Regions from separate parts of the Mus musculus genome. Here region 2 is linked to region 1. The links are chromatin contacts, called in public Hi-C maps. All regions are on one chromosome and are shown on one strand. Each heading gives the region's core, a stretch centred on a gene start, on an enhancer-like site or on the middle of the called end of the contact. The rest is flanking DNA. Distances are from core to core; before and after follow the strand shown. Region 1 has its middle 72 kb from the start of Gm31427. Region 2 has its middle 24 kb from the start of 4930579D09Rik.

Region 1 (5,225 bases), core at 1,512-4,011:
TATTATGAATAATGAAAGGGTGATATATATAATTGAATACTATTTACCTCTAAAGAAAAATGTAATCACAAACTATGTAGAAAAGGGGGTGGATTTAAACTATATAATATTGAGTGAGGTCACACAATCTTGGAGGGGAAGTGCATGCGTTCCCTCACCTGTGGAGTTTAGCCAATAACTAACATATATAATCAAAGGTACACGTGAGTACAGTGTAACACGTAGAAAGGGGGATGAAGACTAAATATTGGGGGATGTGGAAGGACGGGATGCCTGTAATGAATACAAGTTATGAAAGAAGACATATGCTAATTGGTTTTTTTTTTTTTTTTTTAGAATTCCAAATCTATCATGGATTTTCATTTTTGATGCTGGATAAGTACCCAAAAGTATTCCTGATAATAAACATGTAAAACCCATGTGAGGGGTTGGGGATTTAGCTCAGTGGTAGAGCGCTTGCCTAGGAAGAGCAATGCCCTGGGTTGGGTCCTCAGCTCTGAAAAAACCAACAACAACAACAACTACATATGAACCTCCAGCGATTCAGAATGACTCCTCTAAATGTATAGACGTTCACTGAGATCTATAGACTTCTGATCTGGTTAATTTGGATATGTGATCTTTTAATTTGTTTTTTAATTTTTTTAAACTTTATTTTATCTTATGTGATGAGTGTTTTGCCTGCATGTATGCCTGCACCACATATGAACGTTGTGTTCATGGAGGTCAGAAGAGGGAACTAGATCCCCTGGAACGGGAGTTAAAGATAGTTGTGAGCTGCAGCATGGGCACTGGAGTTACAGATGGTTGTGAGCTGCAGCATGGGCACTGGAGTTACAGATGGTTGTGAGCTGCAGTATGGGCACTGGAGTTACAGATGGTTGTGAGCTGCAGCGTGGGCACTGGAGTTACAGATGGTTGTGAGCTGCAGCGTGGGCACTGGAGTTACAGATGGTTGTGAGCTGCAGTGTGGGCGCTGGAAAAGAACCCAGCTCTCTGCAAGAGCAGCAAGAACTCTTAACCACTGTGCCACCTCTCAGACCCAAATGTTGAAATTCTTAAACTTCCTTTTATTGTTAATAACTAGTTTAATAAGACGTTTACTCACAACTAAACCAAGTATCTTAGATTCCCTTAACATAGCCTGGGATTCATAGTGGTAGCCATCACCACATAGGGTATATTAAAGATGAATATTCACAAATGATAATGTAACTACTTCACCTATTTGCATGGCAAAATACAAATTTAATGCCCTAGGGCTCATTTTCAAAGACAGAGAACTATCATATGCAAAATTATAGAAATATGTTGCTATATCTTCAATGTTTTATCTTCTAACTTACAGAGCAGGTGTGAATGGCATGCTAACAATTTAAAGTTACCTTAGATTGCCAATAAAGAAACAATAACATTTAAAAAATACTAATAGGCTAATTGTACAGCCCTATTTTTGGAGCCAGGTAACTCACCTTTTTGCAAGAACATTGTAAAAAAACAAACAAGCAAACACTACAAGAGTTGAGGCTTTGTAGAGTCACCTTAATGGAGAGGTGTGACGCTCTGGAGCAAATGGCACTGGGTGTTTTTCAAAAGTGAGGAAACTGGTACAGCTCTTCTGAGTCTAGACCTTCTGTTGATCCAACCCCAAAGATGGCAGAGAAATAAATGTGAGAATGGTGTACCTCACCAGGCATGGTGATGCATGCCTTTAGTCCCAGCACTCAGGAGACAGACAGAGAGACATGAGGATCAATGCGTTCAAGGCCAGACTGGTCTACAAAACATGTTCCAAGACAGCCAGGGCTACACTGTGAGACCCTGTCTCAAAAATTGGAAAAAAAAAATTTTTAAAGGTAGTGCACCTCGTAAATTCATGTAAAGGATAATAAAATGGTCAGCTTGAAGCTAAAAATAAGGAAATAAATATATAATGCTCTAAAAGGAAAGAGGTGTTGTCACTGTTTTCTAGGAGGTTAGGAGTGGGAGAAACTGGGGAATACCCCTGTTTGACCCCACAGCAATGAGTGTGTCAAGCACTGGGCATTCAGGCAGAGGCAGGGAATCCAGTCAGCAGATGGACTGGGTACCCCATGTCCCAGTTTTTGCTCCATCTTTCCTCAAAGGGCCAGGAGATTACAGCTGAATAAGATAACATCCCTTGAGAAAGAAAAAAACCAGGCTATAAGTTCAATCACAGCACTCATTTAAATAAACAGGTGGGGCAGCTCACTTTTGGAGTCCTGTTGCTGGGACAATGGAGACAGGGTTGTCTCAGAGGCTCGTGGGCCAGCCAGTCTAGCTTACTAAGTGAGTTCAGGCCATGGGGAGACCCTGTCTCAAAAAAAGTGGCTTGTCCAAACACCACCTGAGGTGATCACTGGCCTCCATACACGTTGGTAATGGCATGCAAACAGTACATATACTTGAAAATGTATATACACAAATAAAGAGAGAAGAGGGAGAGAAAGGAGATGTGGATGAGGAGAGAGGAAAAAGTAAACAATGAAAGAGAGACAGAGAGATAGAGAGAGATGCCAGGGCATAGGGTCTCTAACCTGAGGAACTTCTGTCTCATTCCCCAGGAATGACTCAAATAAGCTTTGGTTTTGTCTCCTGCCTCTGCCAAGCTAGTGGCTTCTTGGTTTGTTTTTAGATCTTGCACTAATAAAATTATGGTAAGTTGAAAATGCCATTAACTTGGAAATGCACTGGGTCACCCGCTGACTCAGCAGCACAATATCTTGTCAAGTGGGGACTGCGCACTCTGGTGCTCTCATGACTCCTTACTCTGCTGGCGTCACAAAGAGCATCCTCTCTTTCTGTCTACTGCCTACCAGCAGTAAACTTCAGACTTTAAGTGAGAGTCCTACTGTATACCATTTCACACCATCAGAAAGTTTAAAAACTCTATGGGTTGAAGCGTCACAGGGTGAGATTGTGTGCACATGGCCAGAAAAAGCTAACTTACCCTTCTAAGTAGTGTGACCTGCAGCAGAAACCTGGTCCCCTTAGTGGTGAGGATAAGGTAACTGAGTAGGCGACCCATGCCAGGAAAGGCAGACAGAATGACCTAGATCTAAGAGTAACCTTAACTACTTTAAAAGTGTGTGTGTGTGTGTGTGTGTGTCTGTGTGTCTGTGTGTCTGTGTGTGTGTGTGTGTGTGTATACACAGGTGCCTGAAGGCACCAGTAGAGGGTGTTCAATCTTCTGGAGCTAGAGGCACAGGTGGTTGTGAGCAGCCTACATATTATGGGTTCTGTGGAAGAGCAGCAAACACCCTCAACTGTTGAATCTCCCTACAGCCCTTTTCATGGTCCCAGTAGTCTCAAGGAGATAAGGGAAGACAATTCTGAGAGAAAGACCCATAAGGGGCCAACTTGACATATGTAAATGAGATAGCTATGCAAAATATGATGCTTTGGGCTATCAGTGCGTGCGCTCTGATCCAGAACCAGTGAGGTAGCAATCTCGGATTTCAAGGCCAGCCTGGGCTGCAGAGTGAGACTTTGTCTCAAAATACAAAGAACCGGAACAAAACAAAGGGAAAGAAAATCCCTCTGATAAAAACAACAGACAAAGGAAATGTCCCAGTGGTAATTCAGTCAAGAAACCAGATGGGCACCACTGTTGCCCTTACAAAAGACTGGCAAAGGATGAGGATAAACTCCCAGAAGGGGCTGAGTAATACTTATTAAACATACACGTAGCCTACACTCCAGTCATCCCACTGCTGAGCACAGACAAGCCGAGAGAGAAGCAGGCATATTTTCATAAAAGTGCAATAATAAGACTCCTCCCGTCAGATCTACTGAGGGAGTGGGTAGCTAGAGACCACTCAGGTGTCCATCTTCAGCATGGTGAACACAATGCATCATGGGTACTCTGCAGCAATGCATCATGGGTACTCTGCAGCTGGTCTCTAACGCGCGGGTGGCTGTGTAGGACTGACCCAGGTAGAGAGTCCAGAACAGAACTGAATTTTGGAGCCTCTGGTAAGAGAAGAAAATGAGATAAATGTCAGACTCACAGGATTGTTCACGTCCATAAATCCTTGGATTAGGATGAAGGCCTTTAGCAACTTTCCCACAACACTCATACACAAAATCAATATTGTGTTATCATAATTAAATGTACTAATGAGAGATTGGGCTTTCAAGAGATGTCTGTGCCAAGAGTGCCACGTCCCCACAGGGGGCAACCATAACATTCTAACCCGCCTCGCAGCACAATAAGCTGCATTATTAAGTAAAATTCGGCCTTGTGGTCAGTTTGGATTGGGTTGGAGAGGGTATCGTTTTGATTAGAAAACTACACACTATTCTCTCTGTGCACTTTTCCATTGGACTTAAAAACAGCAAATATTAGCGGGCCTAATGTCGAGAGACGGTTTGTTTTCTTGGCCGAGCTGTTCTCCTAGTAGAACATATCCCCACCACCTCTCCATGTGGAAACCTGAATTTGGCCAAGATTTGTGGCAGTTACTTCATGACCAGGTGGGCTGGAGTCTGCTTCTCCAACAATAAACATTTTGTGAGCTGCCATTGTGACTACAAAGAGCCTTTATCCACCTACAAGTTATGTCCCTTGTAACTCCACAAGAATTCAGTCATGGGGGAAAGAAAATAAACACGTTATGCCACCAGGTATGAAATGCAGGCCACAGGTGCATAAAACACACCATCCTTTATTATTATTCCATAATAATGTAATTTCTAGTTTTGCCTTCCAGTTCTTCAAAGTCTGCCTGTGGCTTGCTTGGGAACCCTGGGGGTCTGGGGAAAGGTCAGGCATGAAGAAGTAGCATCGGGGTCTTGATGTCACTAGCTCTCAAGTGTGTCTTCTGAGACACCCTGACTATGCTGCATTGATGGGATGCATTGGGTTATCAGTATGTAGACCACACAGAAAGACAAGTTCTAATGCATTGACTCCCGATGCAGCTGTCTCCTGCCACCTCTATGCTACTCTCTAATGCACGAAGTCATGCGGGAGGCCCGGGTGTCAGCACTGAAGCCTGTAATGTCATCTAATGCCAGGCCTCCCTCCCTAGAGCCCTCACTGAGAACTATGCTATATCGAACAGACCCAGGCTCCCATCCTCCTGACTCTGCATGCTCCACGAACACCTTCCCTGTCAGTCTTCCGTTCCGTTCCATCCCCATCAGTCCACCAGGATTATTTTTGCTCTAGAGAAAGAGGACTTCTTGGCAACGTGGTTTCT
Region 2 (5,225 bases), core at 1,750-4,249, 180 kb before region 1:
TCTCTCTCTCTCTCTCTCTCTCTCACACACACACACACACACACACACACACACACACACGGAAGAGGACTTTCTAGAATGGAGAAAGAATGAGAAACTAAAGAGGAATGGACGTGAGTAGAACTCATTATTTATATTATGAAACTGACAAAGAATTAAAAAACCATTTAAGACCTGTTCAAATAGTAGGTACAAGCACTACTTGTGGGCCGTAAAGTGACAGATTGTGATGCTATATATTAATGAAAATGCATGCCACAGTGAGACTGACTTATGTGCTAACCAAAACTTTAATAAAAAAAAAATCAATCTAAAATACCAAAAAGATGGAAATGGTATTACATGCCTGTAACCCCAGCTCTGGGAAAATGGAGAAGCAGACACAGGGAGACCTAAGAGCAAGGGGGCAAGAGACAAGAGAGAGGAAAGAGTATAAGAGAGAGAGAGGAGGGACCAAGCAGCGACTTTTATACTGGGCCAAACCTACCTGGCTGTTGCCAGGTAACTATGGGGAGGAGCCTACCTGGTTGCTGACCTCAATAACTGACAAATCAAGTCGGAAATAAGGAGAAAGGTGTCTGGCAAGCAGCAGGTAAGGAGCCAGTCGTCAAAGCAAGCACTTGTATGAATATGTTTTTCTCATCTTGCAACAAACCAACTTCAAAGAGAAGGTATTTGTTTTGACTCATGGTCACGTGACTCCATGGCTCTGGGCCCAGTTAAGGCCCAGCACATGGAGGGAGCTGCTGACCTTACAGAAGATAGGAAGCAGAGAAAGGAAGATCAAGAGAGCCATGACAAGACACAGCCCCTCAGGACAACACTCCCTGGCCACCTGCTGCCTTCAGGTAGGCTCCATCTCCTAAAGTTTCCACAGCCTCTCCACAAAGAACCACCACCTGGGGAAGCAGGAATTCAACACAGAAGCCTGTGGGGACATTTCACATTCCAACCCCAGGGCTACTCACCGCAGGCACATCGATTGATGGAAAAAAAAAAAAAGACAGAGGGAGATCTACCTGCTCTGCCCTTGCTGGAACTGTCTATCAATCTGAGTAGATTTTACAACCTAGCACTGGGTGAAAGGGCACAGTCACACACTGAGCATATTACTAAAACTGTTGGAAGTCTTAGAGAATCTAAGAGAATGAATGAAACTAGATTTGGATGTTTGTTAATTTGAGTAAGTGGGCAAGTGGTATGTGTTATATTGTCTTTTATATCTTGAATGTTTTCATTACTAAATTCATTTGTTTATAATCTCCTACTTTGATATGAAAATTACATACAGCAGAGGCTGGGAGATGACTCAGAGTTAAGAGTGCTTGTTCAGCTAGCATGAGGGTCTTAGACGGACTTCCCAGCATCCACACTAAACTGCCTTCTAGGTGATCTTCTGAAAACCACAGATCACTGCTGCTCTGAGCCTTTGTCTGGGAGGCTTCTGACTGCAGGGATTGGCAGCACTGGTTAGTGCAGAGGCTCACAGTGGGTCAAGACGATAGGAATCATTATTCCGGTCTACAGTGGCCTATTTGACCCTACCTGGGTCACCATATCAAGGGTCAGGAAGCTTTCCTAAGAAAGTAGGAAGAACACAGGCTTGGAGGATGGAAAGTATGCTATAAAACAAGGATGCCTTCTGGACAGGACATGGCATCTCACTCATTATCTCACTGTAGCTATGGTTACCCATGGAAGAGATGCACAAGACTGGGAACAGCAGCATCTCTTCATGAAGAGGAAAGCCTTTTTGAGGAGGCACCTCTGTCTGAGAGACTAAGTCTGATGGTGCTGGGGTCAGGAGGTCAGTCTTCAGTGATGGAGATGCTAACAAGTTGCCCATGCCCCAGGGAATGCTCCTACCCCTGACTATGCAGACAAATCAGGCAGACAACAGACAGACCAACAGACAGACACACACCTACTCTCTCTCTCTCTCTCTCTCTCTCTCACACACACACACACACACACACACACACACACACACACACACACACACGGAAGAGGACTTTCTAGAATGGAGAAAGAATGAGAAACTAAAGAGGAATGGACGTGAGTAGAACTCATTATTTATATTATGAAACTGACAAAGAATTAAAAAACCATTTAAGACCTGTTCAAATAGTAGGTACAAGCACTACTTGTGGGCCGTAAAGTGACAGATTGTGATGCTATATATTAATGAAAATGCATGCCACAGTGAGACTGACTTATGTGCTAACCAAAACTTTAATAAAAAAAAAATCAATCTAAAATACCAAAAAGATGGAAATGGTATTACATGCCTGTAACCCCAGCTCTGGGAAAATGGAGAAGCAGACACAGGGAGACCTAAGAGCTCCCTGGTGTACATTCTAGTCAAAGCCGATCTGCTGTGTCAGTGACACCCATCAAGGCCATAAGACAGAGGGTAAGATAGAAAGACACCAGCCATCCTACTCTGGCCTTCTCATGGGCATATGTACTCACAAACATGGATGCATGCATCACATACACACACATGCACACACACACACACACACACACACACACACACACACACACACACACCCAACACCACAAACGCAAAGCACCAGCACCACTCATACATACACACACACATACATACACATATGTATACACACATACAAAAATGCACATACATACCTTTACACATATACCCACATGTAAATGTACATACACATGTAAACATGGAGATACATACCATATATACATACACCCACCTCACACATACAATCCCACACAGCGACATTCATAAGTCTTTGCTTGACCATTTGCTGAGTTTATGATATATGCATATGCCTCTGTGGCTATGATATATAGACCACAGCCCTCACCCTAGGAAACCATGCCCCATTTTCTCACTTACAAGTAGAAGGGACCATATTGCAAGAGACTCAGAATAGAAAATGTGACAAGGACTAGCCACAGGGATTCTTGTGCCTGGAAAGAAAGGTTTCGGATTTCAGGAACACAGTTAACCAGCGTCCACTGTAAAAGTGGGCTGTGTGCCCTGCTGACTCAATGCCTCGTCTGAACCCACAGAGCTGAAGGCAAAACAGAAGCACAGAGTTGACAATGATGGCAGGAACCTGATGTGGAACAAAGTGGGAACTGGGCAAGGAATGATAGGAAAGATTGGAGAGAAGTCAGGGGTTTAGGCTAGTGGGGCGACTTGTGTGGGCATCTAATCTGCCCTGGATTTAGGGCAACTCCACCATAGAGATTCCATCTCCTTCCTGGTTCTATCCTGAAGCATACATGGCATCTTGGGCACAGACTGTTTCTGACTGGACTTATGAGAGTTGGCCCCATAGTTCTCATCCAGACATGGGACCTCAGGGCCACCACAGCTTAGGTCACTGGTCAGTCCTTCCCTTCGTGACTGTCTTTAAGTCATCCCTGGTCTGGTGTGTCCAGGAGAGATTGTACAGAGTATGAAGTGTTGTCTGAGACCAAAACAAGTAAGTCATTGCAGGCAACTAATGCAATAACCTGTGTGTGCATGTGTGCACATGCCTGAGTGTGTGTGCCTGTGTGTGTGATCTCCCTCTACTCTCCTTTGCACACAACTGCACATATACTTTAATTCTACCAAGCCAAGCCCAGTGGAAGTGTCTTTAGCATTCTTCCCAAAGCTATGCACCATGGTTTTCTATTTTAATAAAGCCAGAAGGAGAGGCAATAGCTGGCACAGTAAGCCCACACGGTGCAGGAAATTTCCAGTCAGCCATCACACAAAGCAAGCTCACCTTCCTTTCAGAGGCACCAGGACCCAGAAACTGTAGGGGTATTGAGCGGCACAGGGGGGAGAGTCTGAGAACAAGGGCAGCTATGTGCGGTTGGCCAGAGCCGTGGTGAAACGCCAGTGGCATTTACTCTGGGCATGGAGGCACCTACCTATACGCATGACTGATTTAACTAATATAACAAGTTCTTTCTTAGTTTTGCACCTTGGAGACCATGAAAAAAAGAGGCAAAAGAAATCCAAAGTAAATGAATAAAATCAGTATTTTCTTTTACTGGAAAATACGAGAGCTATACAGTAAACCCTTACACTATTTCCATCTGTTGGATAGATGAATCAAGAATAGTTTTATATTTATAATTACAGAGAGAACGTGTGAAAGACCCTTATTCCTTTTTTTCCTCCTCTTAAAAACTGGTGAATAGGTCCTTTAGTGCCCAATCTTAAATGAATGTTGTATATTTTGGCATGGTGTCAAAGTGTTAACAGAACTAATACTACGGTCTTCCAAGGGGGGGAAACAAATAGTTTAACACTGAGGTATTTAGAAGCAGGTGCTCCACACAGTTAAAGACCATTGTGGCTTTGAAGGCAACCTTCCAGAAACCAGAACTCTGCAAAATGAATGCACTGTCAGTTCGATCAAATATCTGGGGTGCCTGCTTCTGTTACGGAAAGAAACCAGAGTCAAAGAGCACAGAAAAGTTATGCTTAGTTAAGTGTAATGTACAAGACACGTCTTAAAGGCTGCCAATGTCCTAAGGAAAAGCACACATAGTGTTCAGTTATTCAGATCTGACAATAAGGCCCCAGCAGTCCTGATACTTACTGGTTTTCACTTAATACATCAACAGGATACATTAAACACATGCTGTGTTAGCTTTTCCGGGGGAAATACAACCACCACAGATGGTCATCCCACAGACAAAGTATGATTTCATCAAAGTCCAACTTGGTGGGACCAAAAAATTTATTGTGCTTTCTTTCAGAGGATAGGTGTGGAATTCTTTACAGGAGTATGGGTGACCCCCAAACAAGCTGCGTTACCACTAAGTTCCACTCTTTCATGGTGACCTCATGGTAGCTACACTATAGTGGCTCAGTTTCAACCAGCCTTTCATGTCTATATATAAGCCAGCATCTCTCAAGCTCTCTTGGCACTGAGGTGAGAGGGTAAAGGCTTTTGGGACCCCAGGCAGGGTTTCCTGAACTTCCATAGAGACTGACAGTAACTCCATCACCAGGATCAAGATCTAGCAACCACTGGGTTCATTCTGTTAGCTATGAAGCAAAGTCCAAGAATTCAGCCTTGTGGTGACCACAAGAAAAAGTTCTCCACAACATTACTTGAAAAGGAAGGAATAAAAATAGTATCCTGAGTAGACAAAAACTGAAATTGGAATTTTGTAATATAAAGGAAAGCTGTAATGGGCATAAAAAACAAATATTAATAATGTAAAATTAAAGAAAAATA

Evidence for each region. Hi-C and Micro-C count contacts between places; a contact is called where the count stands out from the background.
Region 2: a Hi-C map of the C2C12 cell line shows a contact between it and region 1, with 1.7 times the contacts expected there. The contact joins two enhancer-like sites. A contact is called at or near these places in 2 of 484 Hi-C or Micro-C datasets (the C2C12 cell line and liver).

The regions. Positions count from the first base shown.
Region 1 is chr6:143,378,182-143,383,406 of GRCm38.p6, reverse strand. No RefSeq gene overlaps it. Among named protein-coding and RNA genes, the nearest start is that of Gm31427, 72 kb to the left of the region's middle. Within about 2 kb of position 2,761, at least 6 of the 459 cell types and tissues checked have an H3K27ac peak or open chromatin away from gene starts, as enhancers often do. A contact at or near this core is called in the C2C12 cell line, where this site is marked.
Region 2 is chr6:143,557,300-143,562,524 of GRCm38.p6, reverse strand. No RefSeq gene overlaps it. Among named protein-coding and RNA genes, the nearest start is that of 4930579D09Rik, 24 kb to the right of the region's middle. Within about 2 kb of position 2,999, at least 25 of the 459 cell types and tissues checked have an H3K27ac peak or open chromatin away from gene starts, as enhancers often do. A contact at or near this core is called in the C2C12 cell line, where this site is marked.